2 separate regions of the Mus musculus genome follow, and region 2 is linked to region 1. A link is a contact called in public Hi-C data. All regions are on one chromosome and are shown on one strand. Each heading gives the region's core, a stretch centred on a gene start, on an enhancer-like site or on the middle of the called end of the contact. The rest is flanking DNA. Distances are from core to core; before and after follow the strand shown.

Region 1 (6,316 bases), core at 1,985-4,484:
AGCAGGGAGAACAATCAGAAACTATATATATGTATCATTATATATATATGTAGTTGACAAAAGCAAATTTAGTGAAAAAAATAAAATAAATAAAGCTGAGAAGGTCAAATGCTCAGGACAAACTGAGATGATGCACATAATTCTAAAAGAAATGTTAAAAAGCCTGTGTGCATTGTCAGTTAAAATTAAGCTTTGTCCCTGGCAGAAAGCAGTCTCAGAAGGCATACCCTTTTTGTGAGCCAATTTTAAGCCAAGTTTTCGTTGTTTTGTTTCATTTCAAAGGAAGGTTTCAGCAGGAATAATGAAGTTGAAATAAAATATATTAATAAAAATACAACTGCCTTATTAATACTGAATTACACAGGGGGATTTGTTCCCCCTTCCCATTAAGCCTTTGTTTAACATTTTAGTACTGGTCTAGAACTACTCAAAAGGAATTCTTTGCAGTTGCTTGTTTTACAATGTGGCAACCTGTCATGTAGACTTTCAAGAATCCTGCATGTGATAAAAACAGCTTTCAACACATACTTTCCACCCTTCGAGCCAGGACTGCAGTTTAATGCTTACTTTCTCCTATTATATATTATTTTTTACCAATAGGAGTTTTTGTGTGTGTGAGTTATTTTTTAATCGGGGCACTTGCTAGCCAAAGCCTTTATTTTATGGCATGTGCATTGCTACTTGAACTCTTTTCCCCTAATTATAAAGCAGCAGACAGAGCCTGCCCCACCCACAGGAAGCACAGACAACCACGGTTCTAAGGTGGCTCAACTCACCGAAGAACTATGAAAGGGTCACTGTTGGACACATCATATAGTCAACAAGTAAGGTTATAGTTATTGCACAACACAGCAGCGGTGAAGAAAACAGTGTGTTCATTTCTAGTTTTTTCTCTTTAATTAGTTAGTTTGTGTATAGGCAAGGCCTTACTTTGTAGCCTTGGAATCTAGATTTTTTTCTGCCTTAGCCTCTGGCGTGATGGCATTGCCGGCGTGTACCACTACACTTGACTCTAGACCTAATCTATGGGCAGTTTTCTTCTCCTGCTGGTTCATTCATTTCCTTATCACACAGTAAGAAGATGCACATGCAGCTGTACAATAGGCTGCATGGGGTTAATCATTCGTAGCTCACCTGAAAACAAGCAAGGACTAGACAACAGGAAAGCTGGAGAATTGATGTTCTCGCTGCAGTGAGCTACTCCGGGTTGCACGGCAGTGAGCCACTGGTCCAGGGCATTACTCAGGTCAGGAACACATTGTATGGTTGATCTAGATCTCTAGTTTTATCATCTGCTCTGGTAACTGTTAGCAAGAATTAAGTTGAAGCTTGGTGTATTGTGCCTATGGGGTCCGATGCCCTCTTCCGGTGTGTCTGAAAAGAGAAACAGTGTATTCATATACATAAAATAAATAAATAAATCTTTTTTAAAAAGTCATTTTAGACATGACATTATCATTGTTAATCCAGTTGTCAGTTATTATCAGGTCTTTGGAAAATGAGTTTTGTGAGAGAAATACATTTTATAATGGGACCCGATGAACTGTACCGTTGACTTTTGACTTGGAGTTATAGCTGTTTCCAATCTGTGGCAGCAGCACTAGGAAGGCAGAGGCATGCAGATAACAAGCTTTAGGCCAGTCTGGACTACATAGTGAGAGCCTGTTTCAAAAAAGGAACAACAATATGAACTAACCAATTACCCACCCCCCCCACCACCCCCCCCCCCCCCTGAGCTCGTGTCTCTAGCTGCATATGAATCAGAAGATGGCCTAGTCGGCCATCAGTGGAAAGAGAGGCCCGTTGGTCATGCAAACTTTATATGCCTCAGTACAGGGGAATGCCAGGGCCAAGAAGTAGGAGTGGGAGGACGGGGGAGTGGGTGGGGGAGCGTGTGGGGGACTTTTGGGATAGCATTGGAAATGTAAATGAAATAAATACCCAATTTAAAAAAAAAAAACAAAAACAAAAACAATTGAAGGCAGGGTTGGAACTTTTGCCTAGCAAGTGCAAACCTTAGGCTTGCCTCAGTACTGCAAAAGCAAAAACAACCGACCAGCTTGTAGAAGGCAGTCACAGGACGCAACGAGCAGCCTTCTGAGTAGATTCTGTCAGGGTTGAAGAACCTCAAAAGAACAACTTAAAGTAAGAATTGAGGCCAGCCTGGTCTACAAAGTGAGTTCCAGGATAGCCAGAGCTATACAGAGAAACGCTGTCTGGAAAAGCAAAAAAAAAAAAAAAAAAAAAAAAAAGATAGCATAGCCAGGCACCGTGCTCCTCATTTGATTGTTGCTGTTTGCATTCCTTTGCTGAGCCCACGTTTTCATAGGCTTGTTTGCTATTCACTTCTGCTTCTCGGAGAAGACAGACCCAGAGGCCATCCTGATAGGCAGCTGACTTGTCTGTTTTCTTCTCCTTTTTCCATGATTGTGTCTACTGCCTTGACTTGGTTTATAAGCAAAACCTACAGAAATAAATGTTTTGTGGTTTATCTAAAAAAAAAGAAATGAAATGAAAATTAACATCTCTCCTCTTAAGGATCTGTATTTCACAAACCAGGATCTTTAAAATACCCCAGCACAACGAGTCGTCCCACCCCCACCCCCGGCACATATGTAGCAGACAGGCAGCTCAGTCTTCATGGACGCCCTGTCTGGCCTCAGTGGGAGAGGTTGTGCCTAATCTGGCAAAGACTTCATGCAAGGATACCCAGGGGGGTCCTACCCTCTTAGAGAAGATGGGGAGGGGCGAGAGAGGGAGGGATTCCGTGAAGGGGTGACAGGGAGGAGGAGTAGCATTTGGGATGTAAACAAAAAAATTAATTATTTAAGAAATAATTAAAACATACCCCAGCCCTTAAGTCTTTACCTGAAGAATTAAGTAATTCATGTCTGCTGTTTTCTTTATAGTAAAACCTCCTGGATTAAGTGCAAGTAGAAGCTGTCCAAATTATTAAAAACCAGCCATCTTGCCGATCCACTCTGAGATCTTTGTGCCATTCTGATGCTTGGGCAGCGCTCTGGAGTCAGTGTTTAAACAGTCCTTGGGGCAGTCTAGGGACATCTGTTGAAAGCATTCTAAATAATCTTGATGGTCTACCCCTATCACATCATACTTTTTATTCAGCGATAGGATTCTATTTTGTTTATTGTGGTATTGTTGAGAGGACAACTACTTTCTGAGCTCTGAGCTCCCATATTATAAATGCAAAGGCTTATTCTATCACTTAGAGTCATTTGGCAGCCTCTCTGAAAAACCTGACAAATGACTGTGCATAGAAAATGATGCCTGCTGTTCCTTAGGGGTGCTTCGTTCCTTCGGATTTGTTGCTTCTGTGCCCTGAACAGATATTTAACATGTTTATAATGTGCAGTTTTTTTCCATCGCTGCTTATCCAGAGCTTTTCTTCAAAGTGAGGTGTAAATGATACTAACCCTGTCCCTTATTCTTCTAAATGAAAATAATCCATTACCCTAATTCTCATATATATAAAGTGCATCTGTCTCTTATTGAATTTACTGATCCCAGCTGTGCAAAAATACTTATGCTTATGTCTCTACATCTTTCCTTTATTATACTCCAATTGTGTATCACTATTGTGTCTCAAATAAGAAACTTATTTGACTATAAAAGCAGTCACTAGTTGAAGGAACACAACAAGGAACATAGTTTGTTGAATTATAATAATCATATACTTGTGTAAATATCCAATCAAAGCACACTTGCTAGGCATCTTGTATTTATCTTGCGGTCTGCTACATTCTCTGTAGGCTTGGTATCATGAAAGCAAAATGTCTGCTTGGCCCTTTGTGTTGCTGTGTGGATTTCATTTTCTATAGCTAGGTAAAAATTTCCCTTCAGTGTTACGTTTGTCATGGCAAAAAAACAAGAAAAACAAAAACAAAACAAAAATACTCAAAACCAGGAAGGCCATACACCAGTGCATGTTTCGGTGTGCTGTATACAATGAAGAGATAGTAAGTTGGATTTTTATTGACATTGCAAAGGTTTCCTTCTTGCTTTCTTTTTTAATGTATGTGTGTCATGCACAGCTAACAAGCACAGATGCTAGGACTAAGTTTTAAAAATGAAAGTAGACCAGTGCACAAGGTTGGAGTGATTTGCTTCTCTTCTGTCCTTATTTCAGATGATGGAAAATTGTCCTTTGAGGAATTTAAAGCATATTTTGCAGATGGAGTTCTCAGTGGAGAAGAACTACATGAGCTCTTCCACACCATTGACACACACAATACCAAGTAAGCAGCATTTCTTATCAGTGGACTCTGGAAATGAGGTGGGGAGAATGTGAATGAGTCATTCAAGAAGTGGGCGGGGGAATGGATATTCTTTCCTAAAAATTTTAGTCTGTCATTACTATATAAGTAAAATGTTACTGTTCATATTTGGTATAATCTAAACTTCCTTTGTATAAAAAAATCCTCTGGGTATTATTGTATTGGTATGTTAAAATGAAATTACTGCAGTTATAAACTGAAAATTTCTGCTACCTGGAAACTACAAGTAAGGGGAGGTACAGAACAGAGTTGAAGAGTTGACACATGGTGATCTTCATTTACTTGGCATGTGGATACCTTTTTTGATGTAGGAGAATATTTGTGAAGAGTCTGTTTATATCCCCTGCCCCATGGTGAAAATATAAGATAATGAGGACTTTAGGATATATATCAACAGAGATGCACTGCTTGTTTAGGGTTACTGAACCAAATCACATTATTTTCCACAGTCTCAATTATAGAATTCTAATATGAAAGAGTGTGGGCTCACACACGCCTGGAGATCCTCCACTATGCCTACTGTCTAGACAATCGCATTCTGCTTTAGGCAAAGCAGTGATGTGGTTCCAGGCAATAGGCCTGCTAAGACAGTGCTCTGGGGCTCTACTTACGAAAAGAAAAGACGTTTTCTTGAGGCTATTTACAAACTTACAAGATTAAGTTCACTTTCCTCAAGTGGCTGAATATTTCAAGCAATCAGTAAGGTTCTAAAGTTCAACAAGATTTTCAGTTGCCTTGCCGATGCCTTCTCCTTTGTTATCAGAAATAGCATTAGACTCAGTAACTGATAATTTCAGTCTACTATCAAAAATACTATGATTTATATATTCATAGGACACTTGAAATCACAAAGAATGACATTTTAGGTCAGTGCAACTCAGAAACTGTTCATAGGCACCGAGATACAATAAGAAAGTAGAAACTGCTTAGGTAAAATGTGCAGGAGAGTGGAGAGAGCATTCCAGTCAAGAAAAGGCATGAAGAAAGTTCTAGATGCGTGAGAAAAATAGGCGTCACTTCTGTTTACAAAAATGTCAACTGTCCAGATCAAAGTGGAGGGGAATTCACAGAGAGTAAAGAATGCTCTCTATGAGAGATCACTTACAGTCTAAGTTTTAAAAGTACTTCAACTTTATGTAAGGCAAAGGGAATCTAGTCAAGAGCTCTAGCAACATCTTGTAAGTCATTGTTGCTCTGTGAGGGAGCAGCTAAAATGGTAAAGATGGAGGAAGACTGCAGATATTAACTAAGCTAAATGGATACTGAGGAAAAACATTTATGCACAGAAGGAAAACATTGGGAGAAAGGATACAGAGGAGGTAGAGGGTCTCTGGGTGTCTTGGGTATCCTGTTAGAAGCTGGCATGCAATTCTGTCAAGCATGCTGTTCATGTCGTCCTTACTATGTTAAGCGTTTAAAACATCTAGATTTGGGATATTTATTGAGATTTCTAGTTTTAGAATTTGGTGTCCTGAATATTTTCCAATGAATATTTACTAAAGTTAAGGAGAAAATTTTCACTTGTCATTACTGGTTTGATTTGCCATTTTATTTACATTTTCATAGTTTGTTTTACTTTGGATACATTTAAGATTACTTAGTACTCAAAACAGGGATGTGCAGTGATTGATTGGAGTCTAAAGAGTATATTACTATTGGTCACTAACATATGTGTTAGCAACAATAGTGCATTTTCTGGAGTAAGTATACTCAATTTAAAATTAAGAATATTAGTTGGAGACCTCTGAATTATATTCATGAAATTCCTCCTTAAAACAGGTTGTCAGTGTCAAGCTTTGATCTTTTACAAAGATTAATTCAAGCTTTGACATAGAAATTCCAGAGCTTTATTTTAAGCTAAGAAAAAAAAAAACAAAAAACCCTTTATCTTGCATGATCCAAGTTTGTACTGTGTACACCAATTATTTTTTCTTTCCTACTCACTTTCTCAGGGCACATGCTATTGCCCCAAATACTAATACTGCCCAGCACCCCAAGCCACTCCAATTACTTCAGGAGCA
Region 2 (6,316 bases), core at 2,274-4,773, 37 kb before region 1:
TCTAAATTGATTTCATTACCTGCAGGGCTTTTCCAGCATTGCAGCTACAGGCCACCTCACACTCACCTCTGTGTGCCTGCTGTAGTTAACAAGTGTCCTTTCCTATATTGTATTTGGATTTAAGCATCCTTTCAGCTAAGCCTACATTTCAACGTCTGCTCTGGATTCTGTAAGTGTAATCATCTTCTAATGTACAGAAAATTTGACTCCTGCCTGTCTTCAGAACATATACCCTCTGCTCAGGTCTCCAGATAAATAATGGGTTTGGATCTAAGGTTGCCAAAGCAACAGGATGTCCATTAACCAGACTGGAAGGATCCTGAGTCATTGCTCTCAAGGATAGTGCTCCCTAGACTTGAAGTATAAATAAAATAGATCCCTGACAGTCTGAAATGGTTTAGATAATAGTTCCTTCATGAGACAGATGGATTGAAATTCAATACATTCCCACATAGCCATCATTTGCTGAAATGCTCCAAATATCTTCATGTCAGTCTTATAGCAAGTCTGGGAGCTATAATCTTCAATTACATTCCTTTCTCCTTTGCTTCCTTTCTGCCCAGGCCTTCAGTACAAGTAAGTTGGAAAGAAGATACATTTCCTCCCTCCAGTCAGCTGTCTGCTGTTTGCAACTGATACTATGCACAGCAGTACAGCATCTGTGTTTCAGCAAAACGATGTGTGAAAACAGTTTTCAAAAGGCTCTCTCTCTAGATAAAAAGAAAACCAAAAATATGTTCGGTTACGACTTTGTAAAACCGATTGAATTTGGCTGTGAATGAGAATCTAATTGTTACCCAGTTCTGGTGGAGCCTTCCCTAACCATTATCTTCATCATAGAGGTAAGTCAGCTGTAGCAGAATACAATTCTTGTGGAAATCATTAAAAGAAATGATAACAGCTGGGCAGTGGTGGCGCACGCCTTTAATCCCAGCACTTGGGAGGCAGATTTCTGAGTTCCAGGCCAGCCTGGTCTACAGAGTGAGTTCCAGGACAGCCAGGGCTATACAGAGAAACCCTGTCTCAAAAACAAAACAAAAAAGAAATGATAACGAGCAAGTTGTTTAATGATTTACATTTCTTCTTTTAAAATTATGTGTGTGTGTTTTATAATGTACTGTGCATATATGTGTGTGCATGTCTGCGTGTGTGTGCGTGTGTATTTTATGATGTACTGTGCATATATGTGTGTGCATGTCTGTGTGTGTGTGTGTGGTGTGTATGATGTGTGTGTGTGTGCATATGTCTTTATGTGTATGAATGTGGTATATGTGGATGTATGATGTGTGTGTGTGTGTGTGTGTGTGGTGTGTATGATGTGTATGTGTGTGGTGTTTATGATGTGTGTGTGCATATGTGTGTATATGTGGTACATGTATGTGTATGAATGTGGTATGTGTGTGTGTATATGTGTGTATGATGTGTGTACATATCTGTGTGTTATGTTGTGTTTATGTGTGGGCACAGCTGTCATGAAGTCCCTGTAGAGGAGACCCGTGAAGTCCATTCTTTCTTCCCATCTTTATGAGCTATGGTGTTGAACTCAGCCAGGATTTCACGGACAGTACTTTTTCTGGCTTTGCAATCACACTCGCCGTACTTTTCTTATTCTTTGTATTTATTTTTATTTTATGTGTATGAGTGTTTGCCTAGATGTATGCATTGCATCATGTGGGTAACTGAAGATATAGACATCTGTGAGTCAACTGAACCCAGGTCTTCTCAAGAGCAGTAAGTACTCTTAACCACTAGGCTTAACCACCAGCCTTCCTACATTCCTTCTTGATAGCTCCTTAGAAGAAACACAAGCTGGCATGCATTGTCAGCAAAGGGAGCAGGGGTCACTTTACTGCACTGTTGCAGCTAGTTCTCTAGTTTTGAACATTAGTGACAGGTTATTTTCCTGTTTTTCATTTATAATCTAAGAAAATCTGCTTTTTCACCTAGGCTTGTTTCCATGGGATGAGCACAAGCATATTTCACAAGGCTGAATTTGAGGGCAGAGAGACCCACACAAGTTAGAGAGTCCAGACTTAGGCTATGTTTATTGACACAGATATATTCCTCAGTCAATAGTAGGAACAAATATGGTGCTTTTGTAAACTCGATAACATTCATTGTCAGCATCTCTCTTGTTTCTGTGTGATTTGAATGATCAGTATTTCTTTGATGGGTTGACTGGAATTTTTTCATGATTTTTCATTTCTTTTTGCTAAGCAATTGTCAGAGGAAAGAATCTATTCTAGTTGTTCAGATAAGATAACTCGAAGTTAATAAGGTATAAATACACAAAGATGCAAGACTAATAGTCCTCAAAGCACAGCTCCAATCAATATCTTCTCTAATCATGTTTGTGACTCTAGACTTAATGAAGCTCTGCGTTTTATCCCTGGACTTTACAGGTCTGAAGTCACTGACCTTTGCTTAATTTCTGTAGCTCTTCTTCTTTAAGTGCTTATTAATTCTGGGCTCATAAAGATTGCCTGAGACGCTTTGAGAGAGGAAAAATACGCTAGGGACAACCACATGCTAACTGAACATGAATCCAGAAGTGAAACTCAGGCCTTAATTTGTTTGTTTGTTTGTTTGTTTGTTTGTTTGTTTTGCTTTTGTGGGAGTGAGTTCCTAACTCCGAGTACGAATAAATGTACCATTGGAAGGGTGCAGCTCTTAAAAGCCTTTGATGCACCCCAGCTCAGAAAGTACGATCTTCTAGGTCTAGGCACGAAGAAAGCCTGCAGGAAGAATGACAATTCATTCATCTGTTAGGACATTTTGAAGTTGACACACACTCTAAGTGACACACAGTCCAACGTTCAGCCAGAGTTGCAAACTCACTCTCTGTAAACAGTAGATTCAGAGCAGCCGGGAGGTAGGGAGGTTGGAAACGCCAGAATCCATGGTGTTGGAAGAAGGCTCATGGCCAGGACGACTGGCGCAAGGCAAGTTATCTCCCTACATTTTGTCTGTGTTGTGCCGGGCTTGCCTCTCCCTCCCTACACCTGATAGTGCCAAGTGTGCAAGCAGTGGAACTATAAGCTAAGCACCACCCTGGTGATCGTTTTGCCGATTCGTAAACACTAAGCTTTAAAGATTTAGCAATTTGCTACACCACAAGATAAAAAAGCAACTAAGGCAGATGGCCAGACCCAGTGCCTTAATCCAAAACTGAACTAGCTATCCCTTCCAGGACAGAATCCAGAAACCAGGTTGGGCGTGGGGAGGAGTGAGGGGGGCACAGAGTTCTGTTTCCATCAAGGATGGAGTAGGCAAAACTCGATTCCTTCTTCCCACTCATGGTTTTCCCTCAGTGCTTCTGACCCCCCCACCCCCCCACCCCACCCCCCTCTGATGCTCAGGACAAAGCTTGATCTGCTCTGTCATGTAAAGTGCGGTGTGGTGGGCAGGGTCCAGAAGGTTACCTCTGGCAAGTGACTAAGGGCTTGTCAAGGCCAGGGAATGCTCACTGGCAAGGGGAGTTACAGTGTTGCTAAGTCGGATCCCCAGTGAGGTGCAGTCAGCCACGGGAAGGGGGCGGCGAGAGCTAGCGTGCTGAAGCCTAGAGGCGGGAGAGGGAGGAGAGTCCGCGCAGAGCAGAGGGAGGCGCGCGCTCAGAGCGAACACCCACTTGCATCCGACCCTGGTGGCGCGGCGCGGGGAGGCAGCAGCTGAGACAGCACCAGGTCAGAGCCTTTGCATCCCGCCCAGTCTGCCCGCCAGCGCCAGGACCGCTGAGGATGGAGGATTCCCGGGAGACTTCGCCTTCCTCCAACAACTCCTCGGAAGAGCTCAGCTCTACCCTGCAACTGTCCAAGGGCATGTCCATCTTCCTCGACGTAAGTATAGCTGAAGTAGTTAGGTGGGCGCATTAGGCATCACCTCTGTGAGAGGGGAGGGGTCAGGAGCAGCGGTTGGCTGCTGGCATTGCTATCAGACCTCCACTCAAACTATCTCCTATCTGCTGTTCCCCAGAGGACCCTAGGCAAATAAATGCAAGAGAAAGGACTGCCACCCAACTTGTAAAGAGCTGTCCCAGACCTGCAGCTTTGATTATAAGCTTTAAGGAGCCCCCAAAGTTCGACTTCCCAGAACCTAGGGCTTCTGCCCGGAATGGAGAGTCTCCCATTGAGCAGTGTAGGACTTGATTCCGGTCTCATCCCTGCTGCCCAATTTACTGGCAGGCACTCTCTCTCCCTTGTGCTGGGAGCGCTGACGGAAGCCTTAGACATTGTGATGCCCCTCCAGCTACTCCCAGCTACCTTCAAAAACAATTTCTTTGAACGTATTCGTTTTCTTATTTTACAACAGAAGCCAAGGTCTCTTTTATCATAATGATTTTTTTTTCTCTTTTGGTGCCCGCTGCCTTCCCTATTATTCTCCCCACCACCACCACCTGCCCTGCCTAAGTTGTAATTACTATCATTAACCTTCTCTTCTAGCTTTTGATGGTTTTCCCTATGGTCCCATTCCTTGCTTGGGAATTGACTTCCTTGCTTCGCATCTCTAGCCTGACCATTCTTTCCGTGCTATTTTGTCTCCTTATGCTGTAATCTCTCTCCCCCCCCCCCTCTTTCTCTCTCAGTTTTAGATTTAATTTGCTCCTAGATTCCGCTTCGCTTTGTCCCTAATGTTTGTTTCTCACCCGGCTGCCTTGTTTTGTTTCCTGGCTTTCCTGTTCCTGGGTTGCTTGCCTTCTGGGTTCTGGCTCTTCTAGCTGCTGTTCACATGTAAAATTCACTCTGTTCCCCCAGGTAGTGTCTGGCTTGCTCAGTGGGGACAGTTCTAGCCGCTCCTTTTTTAGCATGATGGAAAATGGGCAAAGCATGCAAAGGAGCCTCGTTTGTCCCTGCCCCTCCCCTTCTCTAAGCCATCACTCCTTATTAAAGTCCAAGCATGAAGGAGGTGGGCCAGAGGCTAAATACACTTGAGTATGAAAAATGAAAATGTGAGGACATCAACTATCATAATGGCCAGTCAGGGATTTTGAAGATAATGGGGGAGGGGCAAGGAGTCTTTGATTTGTCGTGAAGGAATTATCTAGACTTTTTAAAAAATTGGCTGAGAAATTTATATCAATAATTAAAACTTGTGTAAGACTTAATCGAAGCTTCAACCCCACCTCCAGGCAGCCTTCTCCCCACATCACCATGCAGTGCCAACACAGGATTCAGGCTTTGGGGGCCAACCATTTTCTCCCCATGAAAACATGATTTCCACTTTTTACTGCAACACATTGTTGTAGGTTTTTTTTTTTTCTTTTAAATCTCTGCAATGGTTCAGTCTATGCTCTAATTATTTCTTCATGCCCTGCCTCCAGGAACTAGGTTGGGTCATTGTAAAGACAGGGCTGCACACATGAGTGTGCAATCCCCAGGATCAGGAGGGAATCAGGACCTTGCTCATCCAGACTATTATGAGGAAGAAAACCAATCTGCCAAGAAGTTAGTCCTGAGGTCAAGTGGGACCTCTGTCCTTTTGTGCCTAATCTGTGCTCTGCCCTCTGAGGACACTGAGCACTACCCGTGCTTTTATCTTATTGCCTCTAACAAATCCTGGAGATTCTCTGCTGAGGAATGTATAGAGACTATGAAAGAGCAAAGAAAGCCACCCGACAGACTTACCATTCTAAGCTCACGTGTTCAACAGCAGGTTATTAAAAGCAAAATTTTAAATCTCATCTTATTATGTAGGTGCAGTTGTTCCCAAGTTCTTTTAATGTAAGTTCCCTGTCCTGATGGAGCTTTCATCTATAAACAGGGCTGGCTCCCTTACCTTCTTAAGTCTAGTTCCAGAATTGGAAAATACAAAAACAAAAAAACCCAGAAAAACAAAAACCAAAAAACCTGATTCCACAAGAGAGGCGTTAACATGCCTGTTTTTCTTTGAAACATAGCTTTAAAAAAAGATTAACTGCAGTTGGGTTCTTTTTTCTTGGATAGAAAATATGTTGTTTACACATTCCTGAGTTATTTTGTGAAAAAATGTAACACTCTGGTGAATTGTGTGACATGAAAAAAGGGTTGGTTATTTAGAGACCTCTGAATTATTCATTTCTGGATCCTGTCGGTTTTAGCAACAACACAATGTGAAACATAAATACATCATTTGATTTGATTAGATTTAGTATATTCTAGTAGCACTGCTAAGAATGATTGCTTTTTGAAATCTACTCAGATCAACACAAGGAACGGGTGGTATATTCTTCCTCTTCTAGATCTGAAATGATAAGAGACCACTGGGGACTCCTGCTCCTCACAGGCTAATTTCCAATTTGGGGGAAGAACTGACTCTCCCAATAGGAATAAGAATAGTCTCA

Evidence for each region. A called contact is a pair of places that touch in the nucleus more often than the background predicts.
Region 2: a contact with region 1 is called in a Hi-C map of cortical neurons, with 1.5 times the contacts expected there. The contact joins the promoter of Necab1 here to the enhancer-like site in region 1. A contact is called at or near these places in 3 of 484 Hi-C or Micro-C datasets (cerebral cortex and cortical neurons), 1 of 115 datasets of contacts at active chromatin or transcription factors (embryonic stem cells) and 1 of 9 other capture datasets (liver).

What each region holds. Positions count from the first base shown.
Region 1 is chr4:15,109,134-15,115,449 of GRCm38.p6, reverse strand. It overlaps Necab1 (N-terminal EF-hand calcium binding protein 1), which reads left to right. Exons shown (of 13, transcript NM_178617.4): 3 at 4,148-4,256. Gm36801 (a long non-coding RNA gene) reads right to left here. Exons shown (of 3, transcript XR_390422.3): 2 at 1,135-1,374. Among named protein-coding and RNA genes, the nearest start is that of Gm36801, 19 kb to the right of the region's middle. Within about 2 kb of position 3,234, at least 3 of the 459 cell types and tissues checked have an H3K27ac peak or open chromatin away from gene starts, as enhancers often do. A contact at or near this core is called in cortical neurons, where this site is marked.
Region 2 is chr4:15,146,338-15,152,653 of GRCm38.p6, reverse strand. It overlaps Necab1 (N-terminal EF-hand calcium binding protein 1), which reads left to right and starts at 3,523. Exons shown (of 13, transcript NM_178617.4): 1 at 3,523-3,836. The coding sequence starts at 3,738.